Linked DNA regions of Mus musculus: region 1 is linked to region 2. A link is a contact called in public HiChIP or PLAC-seq data. All regions are on one chromosome and are shown on one strand. Each heading gives the region's core, a stretch centred on a gene start, on an enhancer-like site or on the middle of the called end of the contact. The rest is flanking DNA. Distances are from core to core; before and after follow the strand shown.

Region 1 (4,528 bases), core at 56-2,555, 1.8 Mb before region 2:
TAGCTCGATTACAGCTCTTGAATAGTGCTGTTTCCCAAAGTCCTCCTCCAGCAGAGCTCTAGTGTCCCTTCCGAACCTTCTATTATGGTTTGGTCACGATGAACTCTTGAAAAGTGTTGAAATGTGAAAAAGGTTTTTGCAGGAATCTACTAGTCCAGGACTGTCAGATGGAGTTCCTTGGAGAAATTCAATGGTAACAAAAGAATACATGGAATAGTGAATACTTTGAAATCTAGGGTTGAGGTGGGGTGGGGTGGGTTAATCTGGTTTCTCCTTGATTGAAACCCCATGGGAGCCTTAAGAGATAGACTGCGATACTGTAGCACTTGGCCCTAGATGAAGTGTTTTCTTTAAATCTCTACCTTGCAGGGAAGGAACTGCTGTCTTTACCTGAAGAGAAGTGGAGAACTGAAATGCCTCAGCCGAGGAGAAAGCCTAATTTTCTCTGCCAGATTCCAGCACCTGTCTGCTAACTGCAACCATTAGGCCCCAGGGGTGACAGTACAGAAACACAAAAGTATCTGTTGTGTTTAGGACACTATGTGGGTAGAACGCCAAACTCAGAATTTTGTAGATGACTCTCATCTCTAATAAACTGTGTCTGCCTTATGCTGTTCACTTTTTTTTTAAAGAAGGAAACATTTGAGGAGGTCTTAGCTTTTTTTTTCAACTGAAAAAGGCCATTTTAGTGTGAAGTGTAATCATGACACTCAGGTTTATGAATCTTTAGTATTTAGGGGTAAAATCTATAATCCAAACCAAAATATGCATTTGTAGCTAGTCTTGTATAAGACTTCTTTTAAAACAATTTGTTTTTTCCATGTGTGCGTGTGGTTTGCCTGCATGTATATCTGTGCACCACAGACATACCAGCGCCTATGGAGTCAGAAGAGGTCGTTGGAGCTCCTGTATGTGGGTGCTGGGAACCGAACCCAGGTCCTTGGCAAGAGCAGCAAGTCATCCTAACTGCTGAACTCCTCCAGCCCCCTTGTACAGGTTTTCTTAAGAAAATGATGGACTGTCCAAATCGATAGCTGCCCCGAGAATGTAAAAACTTCGACCTCTTAGCTGATTGCTAAGGTCTACAAAAATCTTCAGCCCTCAAAGAAAGTGGTCAACTTGTCCTCAGCTACCGGTGCTCGCTGGCGGGTTCGTAGAGCATCCACCCGCAGAGATGGAGCTGCCATAGTCCTCTCATCCAAAGGCCCCGTCCCCGAGGACCCCCATCTCTGCCCCCCCAGGCAGCCCGCGCTCCCTCCGCAGGTGGCCGCGCCGGAGCCCCGCCCCCACTCACTCCCCAAGTCGCGGGGCCTCGTCCGCTCTCGCGAGATCCCGGCCGCCGAGCGCTCGGGGCCTTTTCAAATCGCGATCCGTTACCGCTTCTCCGGCCGCCGCCATTGTAGCGCTCGGAGCCCTCATCGCGGCCGAGGCGGAGCCCGCGGCGGGATGGCCGATGCCGACAAGTCCGAGGCGGCCGCGGGTGACGACGGCTCGCAGCAGCAACCGGCTGAGCCGCGGCGAGACACGCACCCCGGCGAGCCCGAGAAACCGCCGCGCAGCAGCGCCAACGGCGTTAAAATGTATTGTCTCCCCCGGGCGGCCGGGCGGGAGGGCGGCCGGGCAGGGCGGGAGGCGCGGGCGGCCCCGGGGCGGGAGCAGGTGCGGTGCTGGCGGCCCCGGCCTCGGGCGCGCGGAAAAACGGTCCCCTTTAAAAGGCCCGAGGCTAGCCTCATCCTCGGGGAGGACCCAGGGATGACATCATCGGTCCTTTCCCCTCCCGGCCCGGTTCCGAGCCCCGGTGAGGGCCGCGTGTGCGGTGGTGGCTTCCAAAGTGTTAGAGCTCACCGAACCCATTGTGTTCCTCTTGATTGGCTTTCGAAAAAGGAGGACTTGGTCTCCTCCACCCACCCGGTGATGGTTGTGGGCCGTGCAGGCTGGTTTATTTATTCATTTTTTTAAAAACACAAACTCAGTGTGTAGTGGCCTTCATTTTACTATAATTCACTTACGATATAATTAAATTACTGAAATATAAATCTGAATTTGGCAAAACTGGGAACGCAACCCAGGGCCTCGTGCAGTCTCCAGGCAGGCGCTAGGCCACAAAATGACACCCCCCCTCCACCGAATGCAGTGCTTTTTTTGTAGAAGAAAACCCGAGGGCTGAAGGTTGGATCTGTCATCTGTGTCTGTAGAGAATTTAGTCGACGTTAATCCATAAGATCTTAAGTTGTAAGGCAGTAGGATAGGGGCAGATTGTGCTCGGCTGTCCTTGTCACGTGGGGCTATGTGAAGGCAAACATTTATTTTCCTATGGCTTATTCTGTAAAAACTGAAGTTGAAAATAATGCCAGTAATTTGTTAAAACACCCTCCACCTCTCCATCCTGCCACGGTAGAAAGCAGTGAACACATGCTTTCTGACATGAAGTCAGAAAAGGGAAAATGTCTTTCTGGCTTTTGTGTGGAAATACTTGAGGCAGTGATTTGGACCAGTCTGTTGAAACCGGCTGAATTGAATTGGTTGCAAACTAGATGGGGTAGTGCTCCTCAGCTTCTCTATGACAGTCTCGCTCTTAGGGTGACATCATTGTATATTTTTTCTTAACCACTGACAACGTATTTAAGAGGAATTACCCCAGTTCCCTGGGGCCTATCCTGAGCTTTAGAAGTTCAGTGTTTGCTGTTTTCCTGATGCCTATATTCATTTTTGAAATGATATATGATATATGTGGAGAGGCACTTTAAGAGCGTTCCATTAGACAGAGCCTGTTGTGTTACCTTTGAATTGGCTAGGAATACCTTAAATATGGACATTCGTCTCCCTACCCACCTGGTGACTTTTGAACAGGAAGCATCGTGTGAGCAGAACAGAATTTTGCAGGTATCAGATTTGCAGGGCTTGAAAGTCAGTGCAGTTTGCTCATGGATGGAGAGTGTGCATGCATCAACCACCGAGAAATCAGAAAGCAAGGAAAGCCTATCTCTTATGCCTGTCAGATCTTGGGCTTTTTCAGAGATTTGCTATTAAAAATAGAAAAAAAAAGTGGAGTGACTGTAACAATATAGTCACCCTCTGTGTCTTTGGATTCTGTATTCATGGAGTTAATGGTGAATTGGAAATACCCACATTGTATCTATATGGAAAGTAAGCATACATGATACACGCGTTGTTTTAGGTATTATAAGTAAGGCAGAGAGTGAAGTGTGTGTGAGATTGTGCTACGTCCCATGCACACACTGTGTTTTGGGAAAGGGCTAGAGTATCTGGACTCTAGCTGTGGGGTGCAATGGGGCTGAGGGGTACAGGGTTGTATTACTAATGTGTACCTAGTAGTGAGGGTGCCACTGTTTGTTTTTTTTTTTTTCCTGAAGAAAATAATCATTGAATCTTATAATGTTGGTATTTGTGAAGCTGGTATCTAAACTTCTATTAGACCCAAAAATACAGTGTCTACAGTTGCATTGCAGGATGGGAAAAGAGGTGAGAAAGAACCATTTTCTAATTTAAGGAGAGAAAATATAGGGCAATTGTTAACAGTAAATACAGATTGTTTCCTTATTCTAATTCATTCTTTCCATATTTTCTCAGTGTTGAGTAGAGACCAATGTACTCTAAGGAATTTCTTACACCTCTGCTGGGCCAGCGTAGGTAGTCACAGTGAATACTTAGGGACTTGAATCTTCTGTGAGTCTACAGTGTGACAACCTGTGGGGTGGTTGACACTTTGGGCTGATTACCATGCTTTCAATGATAAGTCATTAAAAGAAATTTGATAACCAGACATTGCTTTACAACATCCACTGCTTCGAAGTGAGCCATGTGCTGCTATTGGGACTGGAACACCTTGTATTAATGCAGTCACAGCAGACAGAGGGGGCTGTCCTTTTCATCCTGTCACCTTAAATGTTAAAGGTTCACTGAGTATCCATTGAAGAAATAGAGGAAGACATTTTGAGATCCTGAGACTCATGGAAAAGATTTAGTTGGCTTGTTCATCTCTAGACAGGAATTAAAGATCCTGTTTTCTCTGTCTACACTGAAGTGTTTTGGAAGGAAAGCAGTAACTATTTTGTGACTCTTCATTAGTCTTGTATGATTACAGATGTATTTATATTGTGCTATTTATAAAATATTCAACACTAGGGTAGGATGAAGTGATTAAAAGCATCGGTTTTATCATGAGTGAAGGTCAAAACCATGATGTTTTGATTTGCTATTATACAATGATTATTGTAATTGAACTAATTAATATACCTGTGAGCTCATGTAGCTACATCTTTTGTAATTGTTCCAAATATTTTACTACACATTGTCTCCAGAACTTGGTTACTGGAAGTTTGTATACTTAGGCAGACATCTCATTAGACTTGTGGTAATGATCACTATACCCTGATGCTTTGCGTTTTGTTGATGTCATGCAGTATTTGGTTTTCTGTGTCTGGCTTACTTCACTTAGCACACTGTCCTTCAGGTTGCTGTAGCTGGCAGGCTTTCCTTCTGAACGCTGGATCTCTCTCTCTATGTG
Region 2 (4,537 bases), core at 1,644-4,143:
AATTACCGAATCCTACTCAGTTGTCTTTTGGTGGAATTTTACATGGTTGTTTATGTGTTGGGTTTGTTTTCCTGCTAATTAAATATCTTTTTGACTAAACAGTAAGAGAGTATGTGTGTCTTGGCAGTTTGAGTAACATAATAGGTTTGGGCACATAACAGATACTTTTTTTTTCCTAGCAAGGATTCCTGAGCATTGCTCATAAGTCGTGAAATTATAAGAACCTGATTTTTTTCTCATAGAATTTACATTCTAATTATAGTGAATAACAATGGTTTGAGATGAGAAATGAGACTGCAAAGGAGACCAAAGGCAGAGAGACAGGGATAGAAAGGGGAAGCAGGCTTCAGTGTTAAGCAAGATAGTTGAATGAGGAAAGATTTGACCATAAACTTCAAAGAACTAGTGATTTAGGACAAGCAAGATATCTGACCACAAAGAATCTTAAGCAGCGAAACAGGCTGTTGGCCCTAAGGTTCAAACTTACCTGGTATATCCAAATCTCAGTCTAGAGATCAGGGTCACAATAGCAATGCAAAGAAAAAAAAAGCAGTAGACACAGTCACGGACAGCCATACCTCATGGATCCTGGTGAGCCTTTACAGAGAGCTTTCCTCTAGTGAATTGTAGAGCCCCAGCAGACCTATGAGCCAGAATTGTTCGTTTGGCCTCACTTTTCAGAACTCACTTTGGCTGCCTTGTGGGCACCAGGCTTTGCAGCAAATCCAGAGATCTTTGAGCAGTGGCTACCATGATTTTGGAGAATACATGTCTCCATGATGAAAATTAGCTAGATGCCAACTGTATTAAAGTGGAGCCAACAAGATTAGAAAATACTCACTAAATAGTTTAAATATATAAACATTTCCATCATTCATTAGTAGGCAAGCAGCAATGATTGTCAAAAGCTTAACAAGCATTTCTGAGCACAGAAACTTATAATAAAATAACATTAATAATTTATGTGTGTGCCCCCTCTTAATGCATAAATATGCATATGTATCTGTGTGTATGCTCATATGTATCTCTCAGTATAATGAGCATCTGTGTATATACGTGTTCAGCCATGATATGTGTTATATGTCTGCATGTGTATTATTATATTTGTTTTTTATGTGTGGATGTGGGTGTATATGGGTCACTGTGTACACAAATGTCTGTATATGTATATCTGTATTCATGGTATTTTTGTATATATGTGTATGAATGTGTGTTCATCTACATGTTTACATATGTTTATCAGTATGTGTGTACATATGGATGTATGTGCATATGTCTGTCTTTTTATGTTTGTTTATGCATTTTTTCTGTGAATGTATACATGCATCTGGGTGAATGGTATGTGTTTGTGTGTATCTTTGCATATGTATGTCCATGTAAGTGTGTGTATGTGCATCAGTTTGTGCATTACATCCCTGTGTATGTGCATCAGTGTGCACATCACATCTCTATGATGGCAACAATGAAACTGCTTTGTCCATAGGTTACCACATCAGCACACAGCCTATAATCTCCTAGAGTTTTGGAAGGAGACAGAGTCTGCAAAGCATTAGCAAATACGTATGAGAAAAAGAGGGATGCTAATGTTGAACTGGTTCATAAAATACATTGTTATCTGATTTCAACTTAATTTCAGGGTCGGTGTCTAGAGCAGGCATGCAGATTTGTCTCTGCTTACAATGCTATATAGTTCTCCCGTTATTTTGAGAGCAATATTAATGAAATGTTAGTAAAACTACAATCCTCCAGTCTCAGCACCCACTACTAACCAGCATGTTGACTCTCACTGCTGTTTTATCAATGTGCTCAGTAAAGAACAGAGGAGGTAAAAGGTGTTGATAGCAGTGAAGGAGGGTAGTGCTTCCAGAGTATGGCTTCCTCTCCAGTACAAGAAACTGGTAGATCATTTCTCAAGGGACTAAGAAATGGATGAAATACCACTAGTTTCTACTCTGCATTGCTGGGAATGGGTTGGTGGTGGGGTATTTGACTTTATACCTACAGAGGCCAGAGGCTGACCTTATGGAGTCAGTTCTCTGCTTCCGTCTTTACATGGGTTCTGAGGATTGGATTCAGGTGAACAGGCTTGCATGGCACATACCATTATTTATTGAGCCAACATTCTGATCCTTCTACGTTCCTGTGATGGGTCCAAGTCCTCTCAGAGGAAATGACTGAGCTTAACTAGTTACCTTTCAAAGTGAGTTCATATTTTCACCACGTGACCACAAGCTTAAGTTATAAAATATAAGATATCACCCCTCTCCTCTTTCGAGAAAGGCGCTGTTTTATTTACGGGTGGAATATTGGGGGCAGGGTATATTTCCTTGCCTGAGAAGAGCAGGATTTTGGTAGTCAGGACATGTCCAGGTTTCATAAATCAGCTCTCTAGCAGCAGCAACAGCCCCTACTTAATTCTAGATTATGCTTAAATTACAAGACCATGAGGCCCATGACGGAGCTGAATCAGAAGGCAGGGGTCTAGGTGTGTTTGCTTTAGCTTTGAATTTTATTTTTATGTCCTATATCCACCCTGAGTCACCATGTCTTCCTGAAGACAAATGAAATAATTTCATCTGCTCAATGCAATCTTATCTCCCTCCCACTCAATGGAGATGCTATGCATTGTGAGCAAACTCTCGCCTCAGCTGAATTTTGAAACTGCCCATGACAGGGCTTCCTATGTCTATTCACAGTGCTGCCTTGCTGTGGAACAGAGTGGAGGCCTGGACATTTGCATTTTTCATAGGGGTTCTACTCTCATGGCCAAGAAATACGTGAAGAGGGGTCTCATTGGCGCAGAGCCTTGATCGGATCCTATTCATGGCTGCCACTCATCGCTGGAGAAAGAGCCCAACAGCAGGCTCTGCTCTCATAAAGAGCTTTGCCTGACTCAGGAAGACATGGCTTTTTGTTCAGCACCATGGGACCCTGTGTGACACTCCACAGCCTGGGCTAGAGGCTGTCACAGTGGCCTTTCACAATTCAAAGAGAAAAGGAAAATAGCCTGCCTTTGAGCATCAGAAATGTGGGTGAGGCAGGAATGAAATCATGAATAAATAAATAAAAACACCAACAGCTGTGGTATTTAAAACAGACAATCGCTATAACCGCAGATGACAGCCCTGCAGCCTGCGGAGTCGGCTAATAAACTGTCTGCTGGGACTGGTATCAGAGATAAACTCATGAGCCATGATTATTCAACCATTAGACCTAAGTGGAAATCAGAGGAAGGTCTGAGCTGGATGATGTTTTTGGTGCCACATGGCCAAGGAAAATTACTCATCAAATCTAAATCATGATGTCTGTCCGCTCTGGATTGGTCCCTGGAAATATTGGCACTATTTACACAGAAGCTTTTTGCAATTTTAATTATAATTTCAGTTGGCTAATGTAAAATTTTCTTTTCAATAATTCGATTGATAAGTATACTTTATTAGTCACAGGATAAAGAAACAACACTGGAGAAACGTCTTATGAGGTAGGAAAAAAAAAAAAGAAAAATTTCTCCTAGGACTGCCTGCTGATTAGGGCAAGCTCTATAATCGCCATTGTAGAAATGTTTGACCAAATGTTACTTTATTTAGCCTGACAAGAATCTCCTTTCTGCTCACTTCAGTGTGTTCTCAGTCTACTTAATACAATCTGTTGTTGACTCCACTTTCTGCATTAGGACTGCTATGAAGAGTGGTTAATGATAGCAGTCATTACAGGGCAGTGTTATTGCATGGGCATCCTGCTTTGAAGGCATGAAGGATGGGCCAGATTGGAATGGCCTCCAGTTGCTTTCTAGAGTAATAACTCTATTGTGTGAAGGACTCAGGAAGGTAAGAATTATTCAGCCCTACATCGGATTTAGGGTATGCTTTCTTAAGTTTTGGGTTAACATCTTTGTGTGCTCTGAATTAGGATCTTTGAAGTGACCCTTACTAATGAAGATGGAAGCTTTTTTTTTTTCATGAGAAAGCCAAATTTTAACTATTAAACTTTTGTTCACACTATAGTGATACAAACAGGTGTAAGAAGTTATAGGGATAAAGTTTATAAAACTACATTTTTAAATTTTCTGCTTGGAGTGTGTGTGTGTGTGTGTGTTCACGCATGTGCACATGTGTGCCCACTCATGCATGCCTATGCGATATATCTGTGTATGTAACTGCCCCTAAGTGCATATACAGAGATCAGAAGTTGGTATTATATGTGTTCTTCCATTGTTCTATGCCTTTTAAAAGATTAATTTGTGCATGTGGTATATATACTTGTTTGTTTGAGGCACATGCACATGAACATTCATGTGTACATGTGAACATTCATGTGCACAGAGTCTAGATGTCAACTTCAAACATCTTTCTCAACTGTGTTTCACTCTATGTTTTGACAGAGAATATTTTGTGGAACTGTCTAGACTGGCTGACCAGTGAGACCCAGAGTCCTCCTGACCCTGGCTCCCAGCACTGGGATTTCAGGCACATGTCACCACATTTGGCTTTTTCCATGGCTGTGGGGAATTGAACTCAGGTCCTCATGCTGTCACAGC

What was found. HiChIP or PLAC-seq counts read pairs in DNA pulled down with a chosen protein or histone mark.
Region 1: a contact with region 2 is called in an H3K27ac HiChIP or PLAC-seq map of oligodendrocyte precursor cells, with 20 times the contacts expected there. The contact joins the promoter of Myef2 here to the enhancer-like site in region 2. A contact is called at or near these places in 8 of 39 promoter capture datasets (the 3T3-L1 cell line, the C10 cell line, cranial neural crest and 4 more) and 2 of 115 datasets of contacts at active chromatin or transcription factors (astrocytes and oligodendrocyte precursor cells).

What each region holds. Positions count from the first base shown.
Region 1 is chr2:125,120,437-125,124,964 of GRCm38.p6, reverse strand. Myef2 (myelin basic protein expression factor 2, repressor) reads left to right here and starts at 1,305. Exons shown (of 16, transcript NM_010852.2): 1 at 1,305-1,580. The coding sequence starts at 1,447. It overlaps Gm46759 (a long non-coding RNA gene), which reads right to left and starts at 1,321. Exons shown (of 2, transcript XR_001783448.2): 1 at 871-1,321; 2 at 1-176.
Region 2 is chr2:123,348,432-123,352,968 of GRCm38.p6, reverse strand. No RefSeq gene overlaps it. Among named protein-coding and RNA genes, the nearest start is that of Gm34430, 420 kb to the right of the region's middle. Within about 2 kb of position 2,893, at least 34 of the 459 cell types and tissues checked have an H3K27ac peak or open chromatin away from gene starts, as enhancers often do. A contact at or near this core is called in astrocytes and oligodendrocyte precursor cells, where this site is marked.